Regions from separate parts of the Mus musculus genome. Here region 1 is linked to region 2. A link is a contact called in public HiChIP or PLAC-seq data. All regions are on one chromosome and are shown on one strand. Each heading gives the region's core, a stretch centred on a gene start, on an enhancer-like site or on the middle of the called end of the contact. The rest is flanking DNA. Distances are from core to core; before and after follow the strand shown. Region 1 has its middle 17 kb from the start of Gm34201. Region 2 holds the start of Rtl6 (retrotransposon Gag like 6).

The links. HiChIP or PLAC-seq counts read pairs in DNA pulled down with a chosen protein or histone mark.
Region 1: a contact with region 2 is called in an H3K27ac HiChIP or PLAC-seq map of extraembryonic endoderm stem cells, with 3 times the contacts expected there. The contact joins the enhancer-like site here to the promoter of Rtl6 in region 2. A contact is called at or near these places in 4 of 39 promoter capture datasets (embryonic stem cells, maxillary cranial neural crest, neural stem cells and 1 more), 21 of 484 Hi-C or Micro-C datasets (CD4 single positive thymocytes, LSK cells, Sertoli cells and 16 more), 8 of 115 datasets of contacts at active chromatin or transcription factors (double positive thymocytes, embryonic forebrain, embryonic stem cells and 4 more) and 3 of 9 other capture datasets (adipose tissue, liver and pancreatic islet).

What each region holds. Positions count from the first base shown.
Region 1 is chr15:84,607,255-84,613,381 of GRCm38.p6, reverse strand. No RefSeq gene overlaps it. Among named protein-coding and RNA genes, the nearest start is that of Gm34201, 17 kb to the left of the region's middle. Within about 2 kb of position 3,046, at least 41 of the 459 cell types and tissues checked have an H3K27ac peak or open chromatin away from gene starts, as enhancers often do. A contact at or near this core is called in centroblasts and extraembryonic endoderm stem cells, where this site is marked.
Region 2 is chr15:84,554,335-84,560,680 of GRCm38.p6, reverse strand. It overlaps Rtl6 (retrotransposon Gag like 6), which reads left to right and starts at 2,858. Exons shown (of 1, transcript NM_177630.4): 1 at 2,858-6,346. The coding sequence starts at 3,488. The coding sequence ends at 4,219.

The DNA of each region.
Region 1 (6,127 bases), core at 1,797-4,296, 53 kb before region 2:
AGCATACTCCCTCCTTGGATAGGTCTCCTTCTAAGTGCCCAGCCTTAGCAGAGAAATGAGCCTGGTAGAGGCAGGACCTCCCCCCTACCCTGACCACCCTCCTAGGCTGTTCCTTCAGAGGATCCTCTTGTCCCTAGGGCATTCAGGGATGCCACTTATTGGTCAGAACCCGAAGAGGAGGAGCCTGCTCCAAAGCCCTTATCCTGGGCCCTTCCCATCCAGGATCCTCAAGGATGGGCAGGGAAGGGAGTGGGGAGGGATGGCCATTAGCAGATGCTGTGTCAGCTGCTGATTCATTAAAGTCACGGGTGTCACTCTGTGAGCCAGAGGCTTGGGCATCCCCCACTGATCTCTAGAGGCTCTCTAGGCAGTATTTCTAGCAGGATGGATGGTGGATCTCCCAGCCCTCCCTCCCTCCTCCCCAGGTTCCCACCTGCCTCCCAGGCTTCTCCCCCTCCCCACCGCACCCCAGGCAGGGGGGTCCCCTCCTGACTTCCACTTCTTCAGCTTCCAGGAAGGAGCAATTACTGGTGCACTGAAGCTGCACGGTGCCACCCAGCCTGCGCTTGTCCCCATGTTTGTCAGGAGCCGGCAGCCTCATTTACCCTGCTAACTGCAGGCCTGATAAATGTGAGCGCCATCAGATGATCCTGGCAGAGGACAGAGAAACACAGCCTTATGATTGCTTCCAACCCCCAAGATGAGACTTCCTGGCCCTGCCCATTCCACTTTGTGCCCCTTGTTACCCAGGTGTGGAGACACCCTTACTATTGGAATCCCAGCATGGCACATACATTTTGCTCAGGGAAAGGCTGGCTCCTCTAGGGTCTACAATGTGCTACTGGTTCTGGCTTCTTTATCACCCACTCTTGGCAGGGAGAGGCAAGGCCCTGAGTAGCTATCCAGGGCCTGAGGAGCAGGCTGCACAGAGCCTCCACCCTATGTAGTCTTTGGCTTTTATTCTGTGTGAAGCCAGGAGCCCTCTGGATCTAGAGCTTCAAGGACACCCAGGACCAAGGATGGGACAGACTCGGGACTGTTAGCTGGTGACAAGCGGCTGCCTTCTGAAGCAGACCCAAAAGTAGCTCCAAGGGGCTCAGGACATAAATAAAGGGAGGATCCAGGATAGCTCAGGTATGAGCCAAGAACTGGAGTCCCACTTTCTGAGATGGGGCAGGAGTGGGGCTCTGGTGGCCCCACTTGATGACTCTGATGCAGTTGCCAAGGATTCAGTGTCCCCACAGTTTACCTGTTGCAACTTTATTCCATGGAGGAACAATACTGTGAGGTGGGGCTGAGTCTCTGCCTTGAGTCTTGGATTAAAGCCCTTAGTGTGTGATGACTTCACCTCTCAAGTTCTGGGTCTGACAGAAGAGCTCTTGCCCTTCTGCCTTCTGCCATGGATGAAGCCGCTCCAAAGCCTCCACCGTCACCTGGGACTTCCTGGTCTCCAGAATTGAGAGCCCAATAAGCAATTGCTCATTATCACGTGACTCAGATGTCCCGTTTTAAGTATAGGTGAGCCATGCAGGGCTGGAGCCGGTCTGGGATGGAAAGGGAAGTTTCACCTGGGGCTGCCTCGTCATCTACCTCAGAAAGGGTTTTCCTGGATCATTTGCTGTCAAAGTGCCACCAAATTGGGGGGCTATGATTGCATAGGCTGGAGGTTGAAAACAGACTTTCTCAGTCTAGGGACCAGAAGTCTGAGACCAGGGTATACATCGGAATGTGATTCCTATGTATCTAGAATACACAGGAGGGTTCCTTCCTGCCCCTTCTGGCTCTAGGTTTTTCTGGAAACAGGGACATTTCCCTGGCCTCCTAGTTTCACCCCTCCCACTTCTGCTTTGCACCCCCCTAGACTCTCCTCTCTAGGTTTTTTTTTACATCCAAATTCCCTCTGGTAAGAACATAGTGATGGACCTGTGCCCACCCATCCAGTATGGTCTCCTGAGTCTCTGCTCACATCTCTCCTCTCTTGTCTCTCCCGCACTGGCCTTTTGTTTTCCTGGAACATTCCAAATTTACCATTCATGGTCTCCAAAGTACCAGACAAGCAGTCTTCACAGTGACACGGGTGGTGGGAGTCCTCACATGGGTGATCCGAGCTCCAGGCGGGCAGAACCGAAGTCTGGCATTGAGTGCCTTGTCTTGCTGTTGCTTCATTCTTGTGAGGCAGGTTAAGGATAAAGGAGTCGATGTGTGAGACAGTGATGGCCCCTCATGGGGTCGTGGCCCTGACTACTTGGCCTCATCTGAGAGGCCTGCACTGGTGTCCCCAGAGTCTGGAGTCACTGCTTCCAGGACAGCAGGACTTTGCAGAAGTGGGAGGCTGTGTCAAAGGAACACCGGCCTCTTGTTCGGTATTGCACAGATGATGAAGGGCAGAGTCCTGCAGGAGTTCCAGACCGCACAGCGCATCTGCCTGAGAGGTCTACTGTTAGAGGGTGGAGGAGAAGGGGCCCAGGGACGACTCAGAAGCCAGCTGCGGGGTTTCACGCACCCTGTCAAGCATTTATGCCGGACACAAATTGCCTTTCTTCTTTGTAGGCTTATTTCAGGCTTGACAGACCCATGAATATTTGATCAGGGAAATAATTTTCTCGGGCACTCGAGGTTGGAGGGACCCCAGAAAAGCAGGTGTCCCCTAAGGGACAGGAAGAAGCTATTGAGTGCTGAGAAGAGTAGGCTTGGGACTGGCCAGCTGTAAAACGTTGCTGGCTCTTCCTGGCTGGTGAGGGCAGTGGAAAGGGGCTTCTCTCTAGTCAGATGCAGGTGTATAGACTGGAAGCGGGTGTCCAGGTACAGGCAAGGACAGGATACTAGAGGGTCCAGCCTGCAGTTGGTGGGGTGGGCATATGCTCTCCTAGAGTGTCGTCATTATAAGGATTCAACCCCCACAGACATCTTCTGTGTCAATGAGCTCTGCTCCGAGAATACACTTGATCTACAAGTCACCTCAGATAGCATCCAAGGCTCTCCTGCTGATGTCAGCGCTCCCGCATCTGTGGGGAGATGGCGCTGATCAAGCTTTGCGCCTGCACGTGGGTGGCACTTGGAGCAGGGGTGTGGTGTATACACACAGAGCTCGTGTACTCAGCTGGCTCTGAGCTGGGGCTGGGAGCTCTTAGCTGCTTCTTCCTCTTTCTGGCTAGAGACAGGAGCTGCTTTGATCCCCACTAAGTGCGCTGTCTCTGGTGGGCGGGGCATGGAGCCTGTCTTCCAGATTAGAGACTTAAGAGCCAAGTTCTCCTCTGCAGGTGTTGGGGGGCGATTAAAGGAGTCAAAGCTAGTCCCTGCTGGCATGTTTTCATCTTCCTACTAGGGTTGCCAGCTCTGGCTTTAGCCACGTGACCTTCCCCAATCCACCTTGAATCTTGCATTGTCGAAGGGACATTACAGAGGCGAAGATAAGATTAGGACCCTGCAAGTAGGTAATTGTTCTGGAGTATCTAGATGGCCTGACGTGGCCACAGGGTCTTACAAGCAGTGATACTGAAGCAGAAGAAATTGCTCAGACAACGTGGTCTGGACTGGAAAGTTTTAAAACAGTCGGCATTATGGGAAAATAACAGATGTGGTCAAGTAAGTCTGGCTACTGTCATGGATGTCGTCACTCTAGTGTCCACAGGTGATGTGTGGCTCACCCCTGGATGGAGACTTAAGATGCCAATGAGACACAGGATGCATGAAGCTGGGCGTGGAACTACAAGTGAGGGAGAGCCTGTGCAGCAAGGACCGCTCTATGCAAATGAGCCCCCAAACCTTCCCTCTATCATCCAAGCCTTTTGTACTCTGCTGGTTGGGCTCACCCCTTGGTAGTGGATCTTTTGAAAAATCAGAGGCCATGGCTTCTGCTGTATCTGTGTGTCTCTGCTCAGTTCTTTCACGGGTGGGGGATGGGGTGGATAAGAACCTAGAACCCTTTACCCTCAAGGGCAGGGACAGGGCAAGATTGTTTCCCTAGTCCCCAGATTCCACCAGAGCACACCCCGTTTTATGGCTTGCTGACTATTGTTTAATCTGGGGCACAGTTCACTGGGAACTCCGGGGTGGGCTGGGTGGGTGCTGGTGGTGGTAAGCGATAGAGAAGATAAGAAAGTAACCGCATTGTGTCAGGCCTGTCCCCACCCACTCCAGAGAACACCGGGAGATTATCAGCAATTGTCTCTGAGGCCACCAGGAGAGGCCTCTCTGGGTCCTTTCTGTTCCCCATCACCTTCAGTGGTCACAGTCCACTGCTCAGCTCCTGCCCTGTTCCAGCAAAGTTTCTCAAAAAGGAAGCCACACCCCTTATATGCTGATTGACAGATGGGAACTTCAAACAACTGTAGAACAGTTAGAATGTTTCCGATCCAGAGGCTAATTACAAATTATCTTGGGTTATCTTTAACTCCCTTTAATGATAGACTTATAGGTCTACCTCTGGATGGGGCCTAACAGTCTTGTAATTATTAGGCAAATTATTTGGAATGTATGAAGAGATCCCCCCAAGCTTTCACCAATCCAAACGCTAAGAGCATCTAAGACTCAGAACAGAGATGTCGCCAGTCACCTGGAGCTCCCCTACCTGATATTTCCACCAACTCACTTGAAAGCGTGTTGGCTTACGCCTTTCTTTGTTCTGTTCATAAAAACTTCACGCACCTGCCGCACCACTAACGCAAATGTGTCCCCGGGGGCCGTTAGTCACTCTTACCTGACTCCAGAATGAAAACTCCTTTATCTCCGTCGAGGCTTGAGTTTTTGCATTCACATGTACGGTCCCGCTCACAGCTACCTGCTGCCAGGTGAGCCTGTGACGTGGGTGGGAATGGGGGGGGGGCTTCCTTGGCACCTGTTCCCTACCTGCTTGGATATTCTTAGCTCTGAAGTCGTCCCCACACGTGGCTTTGCAGGTTTGTAGTAGCAGTTTGGAGATCTGTTGCCGAGGAGGAGGGCACACCACTCTTCCAGTCCTTGAAAGGACAGCTACGTGTTCGGGTAGACAGAGACTTTGAGGAGAATTCCATACCAGCTAGAGCCAGGGAGAGACAACAGACACAGCAGGCTGCAGTGGGAGGATGGTTTGAGTCTCTCAGTTCACAGGGTCAAAGGCTGCTGGTGGACAGGCTATGGACTATTTGGTGTTGGACAGCCATGTTGGGATCAGTTCATGTGGTCTTCCTGTCAGGGTGGGGGAGGCAGCAGCTTGGTGTGAAGTCCCAAATGTCAGGACCATACCTTGCCACCTGTCCTGGGACCCCCAAGCCACTGCATGGACAAAAGGGCAGGTCCCAGGGGAAAAAAGGGCAAGTCCCAGGGGCAGAAGGGGGAGGTCTCAGGGACAGAAGGGGCGGTCCCAGGGGCAAGGAGAAAATTCCTTGTGGATTTTTGCTGGGCAGACCCTGAGGGAACTGGTTTTTTTTTTTTTTTGTTTTGTTTTGTTTTGTTTTTTGTTTTTCCCTTGTAAACAATTTCCCTCTTGATTTTAAGTTTTTAAAAATGTCTGCTTTCATGAAATTCATTCAGCTTTTATGAATTGGGGGGGGGCAACAAAAAAAAAGAAGCAGCAGCCTGTCTGCTCCTGGCCTCTGGGCTATGGGATGCTGATAGTGTAGGACCCCCTTTCGGGGACCCCCACTCTAGTCTCGGGAGTGTGAGAGCACCCAAAGAAACACGAGGACCCACTCGCTGTAATTACATGAGGACGTTTAATTACGGAGCTCCGGACCGGCATGAATCCCACACAGGAGATAACAGATGCCGGCCCCGAGGCTCAAAAGCCAGGGGCTTTTATGGGGTAAGGGGCTTAGGGGTGTGGAATTCAGCATAGTGACACACTATTGGCTTATTCAAACATTAACAGAAAGAACACAGTGCATCAGGACTTTGTTCCTGTGGGCTGGGGGCTTATCTTTGTTCACATAACAACCAGTTGATGTATATGACTTTACTTGGTGCCAAGGGGGTAAAAGAAAGGAGGTTCCGGCCAGATGGTGTGGACTTTAGATAAGATGGCCTTGCCTGTCCCCGGATTGAGGGGTGATTCCGGCCAGATGGTGTTAGCTTAGATAATGTAGCCCCATTTGTCCTTGAATACCTTTTCATCTTTATGGCCAAGATGTTCTTAGGAATGCCTTAACAA
Region 2 (6,346 bases), core at 1,609-4,108:
CCTGTCCTGGGGCAATCTGGCCCCTGCTTCAGCTCAGGAGAAAGGAAGACAGCCAGTAGCTAAGGATCTTAAAATCATCTAACCCAGAGGCACACACACACACACACACACACACACACACAAGCTTATGGTGGAAGTGGGAATCAGGAAGCATATTGATTGCAAGTGAGTTCTCACTAAGTGTTTCTTCTCTAGCCATTGCTGGGCGGGGCATCCTCAGCCGTTGTCTTTGTCAGGGTTTCTATTCCTGCACAAACATCCTGACCAAGAGAGCAAGTTGGGGAGGAAAGGGTTTATTCAGCTTATACTTCCACATTGCTGTTCATCACCAAAGGAAGTCAGGACAGGAACTCACACAGGGCAGGAACATGGAGGCAGGAGCTGATGCAGAGGCCCTGAAGGGGTGCTGCTTACTAGCTTGCTTCCAATGGCTTAGTCAGCTTGCTCTCTTATAGAACTCATGACCACCAGCCCAGAAATGGCACCACCCACAATGGGACCTCCCACCCTTGATCCCTAATTGAGAGAATGCCTTACAGCTGGATCTCATGGAGGCATTTCCTCAAGGGAGGCTCCTTTCTCTGTGATAACCCCAGTTTGTGTCAAGTTGACACACAAAACCAGCCAGTGCAGCCATCATTGATGCTGTTACCTTGGCCTATTCTCAACCAGGCTGCTCCAGATGCCTGTGCTGGGTTCTGTGAGCACTGATTTGCCGATGTTTTGCTGTCTGCCTGCTGCTTGTATTTGCTGCGTGCAAATTGTTCTTTTACTTTCCTCAGTACATGCTCAATAGAAAATTTTTCTCACTTGGAACTGAAGAGTGAGGCTATTGTGGAACTTTCTCAGCAACATATGGCATTTCTCTCCAAGGCACTGGGGGACCTTAGAATTACACTGTCCATCACGGCTGAACTGCAGCCCCTTTGTAGCCCACAGCATCCAGGGACCTGGGAGGTACCACTGTGGTTCTGAGAGCCTGACACACAAGGGGATGGATGCCCAGGTATGTTCAGAAACACGGTGTGTGTGTGGGGGGGGGGGTGAAGAGGGAGCCCAATCCAGAACAAGTTTGAGTTTGAACTCCTTGGCCTCAGTCAAGGTGACAGCAGCCCCTGCCTCCCCCTGATTTTGGAGACCTTGCAGAAGTGGCATGAGGGTACACTGTCCTATCCTCTCTTGCTTCATGCTCTGGAGAGTTCTTGATGGCTGAAAATATACAGTCTGGAGCAAGGGAATGCAAGAGTTCTTTTTGCTAGCCTACCACAGGCAGTTCTGCTAGGCTCCTCCTGGAACCTAGCAAAGGCTTACGTCATCACCTGCCTGCTACCAGGTGCAGGTGGCCTGGCAGGGCTACCCCAGTTCTCTCTCTCTCTCTCTCTCTCTCTCTCTCTCTCTCCTCTCCCTCCCTCTCCCCTTCTCCCTCCCTTCCCTTCTCCATTTCTCTCTACTCCCATGTGTTCCTGGCTGGCTTATCTCTCCTTTCTGTCCTCCTCTGCCCCCCTTCTCTGCCCCCATGGCTCTACTCCTGTCTTTCTCCTTCTAACCTTTCTCCATGTCCTCACTCCCCTCTGTTCCCCCAGATAAACCTCCTTACACCAGGTCTGTAGTGTGGTGTGATTTTTTTTCCAGGGGCCACCCCTCACGAGCACAGCATTAGATTCTATAACACTCTCATAGTGTGGATACCCTCAGCCACAATCCCTCACTCCAAGACCAAAATCTATAGACCGAATGAACACATCTCCACCCCAGGTCTGTCTCCCACCTGCAGTCACTCTCGCTAGACTGCATCATAGGAGGGCTTCACAGATGGTATTGTCTCTCCCAGTTTATCCCAGTATGGAACTGACCATGAGGAACAACTGTCAGAGGAAGGGGCTAAGACTCACATAAACTATGCTCACAAAATTCAGCGTGTAAGGTAAGTTGGCCATCTATCAAGAGGGCAGGCAGGAGTAAAAGGTAGCACAGGCTTTCGGTGAAGCCCTAGGCAATAATAGAAAGACATGCTTCTGTATTACCTCCCCTAGGAAAATCTCAAAATTCAATGTGACTAGGGAGACATGACCATCTACAAGGCACAAAAGTCAATGTTTCCTATTAGGATACTAATGGGAAAATGGTGGACTATTGAACAAGATGGTGTGTGTGTGTGTGTGTGTGTGTGCGCGCGCGCGCGCGCGCGCGCGTGTAGAACACTGAGGGGAACTGTAATGTTTCTGCTTTGTTTTTGAAAGACGTTTCCAAGGATGGGGATTCAGCTCAGTGGTGGCATGCTTGCAAGCATGAGGCCCTGGGTTTAACCTTCAACATTGTGCACGGAGGGCTATGGCACTCAGAGCAAGTAACCCCAGCACACCCGGGGTGGCAACCGAAGGATGAGAGGGTCGTAGTCATCCTTGGCTACATTGTGGGTTCAGAGCCAGTATTGAATTCCCACAATCCACCACGGGGAATGTAGAGGCAGGAGAGGTTCAAGGTCATTTCTGGCTACTTTCTGAGTTTTCCAGACCAGTCTGGTTTACAGGAGACTGCCTCAAAAAAAAAAAAAAATAGTTTTCTTGTCAAGATCTGCTACCATGATCATACAGTTCATGCGAATGGTGTTCAAATCACAGGAAGAAAAATCAATCTCACTTAAAAAAAAAAAAAAGATACTGTCTCTGAGAGGCTCCGCGAGCGGCCTGGGTAGGAATCGTAAAGAAGATAATCTTTCCAAGACTATCTAATTTCCAAGCTAATCTTTCCAAGATTTCAGCTGGCAGAAGCCAAGCTCCTCGCTAATAGGCTGTTGAGAAAGGCGCAGGTGCGTCACTTCCGGAAGGCAAGGTCCCGGCCGCTGCTCCGAGAGCGAGCGGTCTCTATGGCAACCAGCAGGCCCTGGCCCAGTTGCCAGGTTCCCAGCGGCCGTCTAGCTGGCCGCGCCTGCACAAAGACCGCGCGGTGACCGCGCAGCGCAGCGCCGGGACCAGGTCAAGCCAGCCCCGCAGGAATTGCCACCCCCGCCGCCGCTGCCCGGAAAGCAGTTCCGGCGGCCTCCGTGACGTACAGGCCGGGCGCGGCCTCGACCCTCGGGCCATCTTGGCAGCGGAGGGAGCAGCGGAGCGACAGGTACATACGCCGCCCAGCCTGGGCCAGCCCAGGTGCCGACGCCTTTGTTCACGCGCGGGTGGTCGCATGGCACCGGTGGTCAGTGCCTGCATCCGCAGCCCGAGCTCCGGCAGGTGCATCCTGCAAAGTCTGGCAGGTCCGCGCATCTCGTAAGGCCTGGGCAGATCCAGCCTATGCATTCTACAAGGGCTATCCAGCTCGAGCATCCTTCAGGGCCTGGGCAGGTCCAGCCAGCGACCCACACTTTGATCCTGCGAAGCTTGCAGAAAGGAACTGCATCCAGGACAGGACCAGCGTCCTCAGGCTTGCTTCAGCATCCAAGGCCTTGCGCTCTGGTTCTCCAGGTACCTGTGGCTTAACTTTGGCCGCCAGCATGGTCCAACCTCGGACCTCCAAAACTGAAAGCCCAGCCTCTGCCCCTGGTGCCAGCGCTCAGATGGATGACGTAGTTGACACCCTGACCTCTCTGCGCCTCACCAACTCCGCGCTGAGGCGCGAGGCCTCCACACTGAGGGCGGAGAAGGCCAACCTCACCAACATGCTGGAGAGTGTGATGGCCGAACTAACTCTGCTGCGCACCCGAGCGCGCATCCCTGGCGCTCTACAGATTACTCCACCTATCTCTGCCATCACCTCCAATGGGACCCGACCCATGACCACGCCACCCACCTCACTGCCTGAACCCTTCTCAGGAGACCCTGGACAGTTGGCAGGGTTCCTGATGCAGATGGACAGGTTCATGATTTTTCAAGCCTCCCGCTTCCCCGGTGAAGCCGAGAGAGTGGCCTTCCTGGTATCCCGTCTGACTGGGGAGGCGGAGAAGTGGGCCATCCCCCACATGCAACCAGACAGCCCTTTGCGAAACAATTACCAGGGGTTTCTGGCTGAGCTCCGCAGAACCTACAAGTCCCCGCTGAGGCACTCAAGGCGAGCACAAATCCGGAAGACATCCGCGTCCAATAGGGCTGTGCGGGAGCGAGAGCGGGAGCGCCAGATGTTGTGTCGCCAACTGGCCGCAGCTGGCACAGGATCCTGCCCGGTGCATCCAGCCTCCAACGGGACCAATCCCGCACCAGCCTTGCCCTCTCGTGGCCGGAACCTTTAAGGACTTGCCACCACCCTGGTAGTCTGTGTCCACCCAGGTAGCTAGACTCCGTTGTTGAGAGTTGTCAATTCAGTAGCTTTGCCCTGTTTGAGGCACCCTTCACGCCTCTCTGGTCTACGGGAGACCATCCTGTCATCGGCATTGGTCACCCACCCCGCTGTGCGGCGTGTATTTGTTTTGTTAGCGTTACCCGCGACTCAGTGCATGCTCCCCCTTTCTGTTGCTTGCAATCCCAGCTTCTCCAGCAATCACAACACAGCCCCTTGGGCATGTGCCTGCCCAGGAACCATTTAGGCTGACCACCTCTGCGAGCTCAGCTCACGGATACTCAGCTCCTGGAACACTCCCTACAGCTCTTGCTGCCCCAGGCTGAAGAACTGGCGAGGAGTGGCCAACTGCTTCGGGTCTCATGTGGACACATGTTCCAGTCCCAAGGAGCAGAGCCTCACAGGAGGATGACCTCTCAATCAGACTCAGCCAAGCCTCTGGACCATGACATCATCTGTCATTTCAATGCCAAATGAACTGTGTTTACATACCTACCTGGCCCCTTTGGGGAGATGGGTTACCTCTCCTGGGTTTTCCTGCCCTCCTCTGCATGGTCTTGGCTTGACCACAAGAAAACCAACAACAACAACAAAACCGCCTCTGAACCCACGGAAAGACATCTCTCTCCTCTCAGGAGCCCAGAGGCTGGGGCCTAGAACCCGGCCTCTTCCAGAGACTTTCTCCGTCATTGGGAAAAGTGACTGACTAACCAGCACAGCCACCTTTGCAAGACCAGGACAGGAGTCTTCGCTGCTCGCTGGGCTCCCGGCCCATAGCCACCTGCTTCTTGTTAACTCTGTTAGCCTAGCAGCCTCACTGAACAGCCAGGGCACCCTGCTGGCACTATGGTGCTATAAGCAGGTGGAAGACTCCTGGGGTTCCACTGAGAGTACTCACCTATCCCCAGCAGCTGAGTCTCATGCATGACCTTTCGGTGGAGGGGTCCCCAGGTGAAGCTACAGCTGCACCAGAAAAAATGGGGGATAGGGAGGAGGTGTATGTGGAGGCAGGTGACAACTGGAAGGTTTCTTTGTGGCTTTCCACGTTGTTGTCGAGGCCCATCCACCGGGGAGGCAGGTCACCTGCCCTGGCTCCTCGGACCAATGGGTGCTGGCTGTATTTGCATTAGGTTTTGCTTCAGAGCCATTCAGGCTGCCTGTCTCCAGGTGTGGCTTCATTACCTTCTGCTGCATCTGGTCTGACCCACCTGGGCCACTCTGCCTCAGTGGCTCCGTCCCTACCTCTGCTCTGGTGGTGGTGGCTTGGCAATGGTTTTGTTTCTTGATGCATGTATTTAGGACCGACATCTCAATAGCTCTCTGTGGCTTGGAGCCTGGAGCACACAAGAGAGGGTTGAGGCTTGCCCTCTGCGTCGGACCTGGAAGAGACACTTGGGATTGGTTGCTGAGGGGCCCATGGTGGCTCTCGTCGGGGCCGTGGTTTGTCCCCAGCCAAGACGATGAGGTGCAAGGCCCATGTAGCTCCAGAGGGAGACTGTGATAACTGGACCTAAAGCTGAGCAAGAGGGGGAGGCTTTGTACATATCTTAAGGTTCTAGTTGCTTGAGCTCAGAAGAGAACAGGGAGAGGGGAATGGGGGAGTTGGTCTATGAAGGAGTTGTGTCACTCCACATTGACAGTCGCGGCGGTACTGTGCCCGCTCTCCAGACTCTGTGACACCCATCCGGTAGGTGGGGCTTCACTGTACTCAGCGTCTAATGGACAGGGGGACCTGGCATTTGGGTGACTTCCCAGCCCAATGTTTACTGTGATCTTGGAATTATCTCCATGTCCCAAAGCATTCAGTGACTTTGAGGAAACAGCAAAGATCCATCTCCTTATCCCTGGCTAAATCCATGACAGGGTGCGCATGCTCTGTATGACAGGGTGCGCATGCTCTGTGTTAGGGCATCTGGGCGGGCCTGAGATAGATGCCTGTTGCTGCAGAGGACAGAGCCACTTCTGGATGTGCATGCCCTGGGCTTCAGCTTGCAGGGGAGTGAATGGCAGTGGAGAAGTTGGCATAGGCATAGCGTGACTTAGGGAGCAAGCCTGGGGCTTAGCTGGAACACACTGGGGA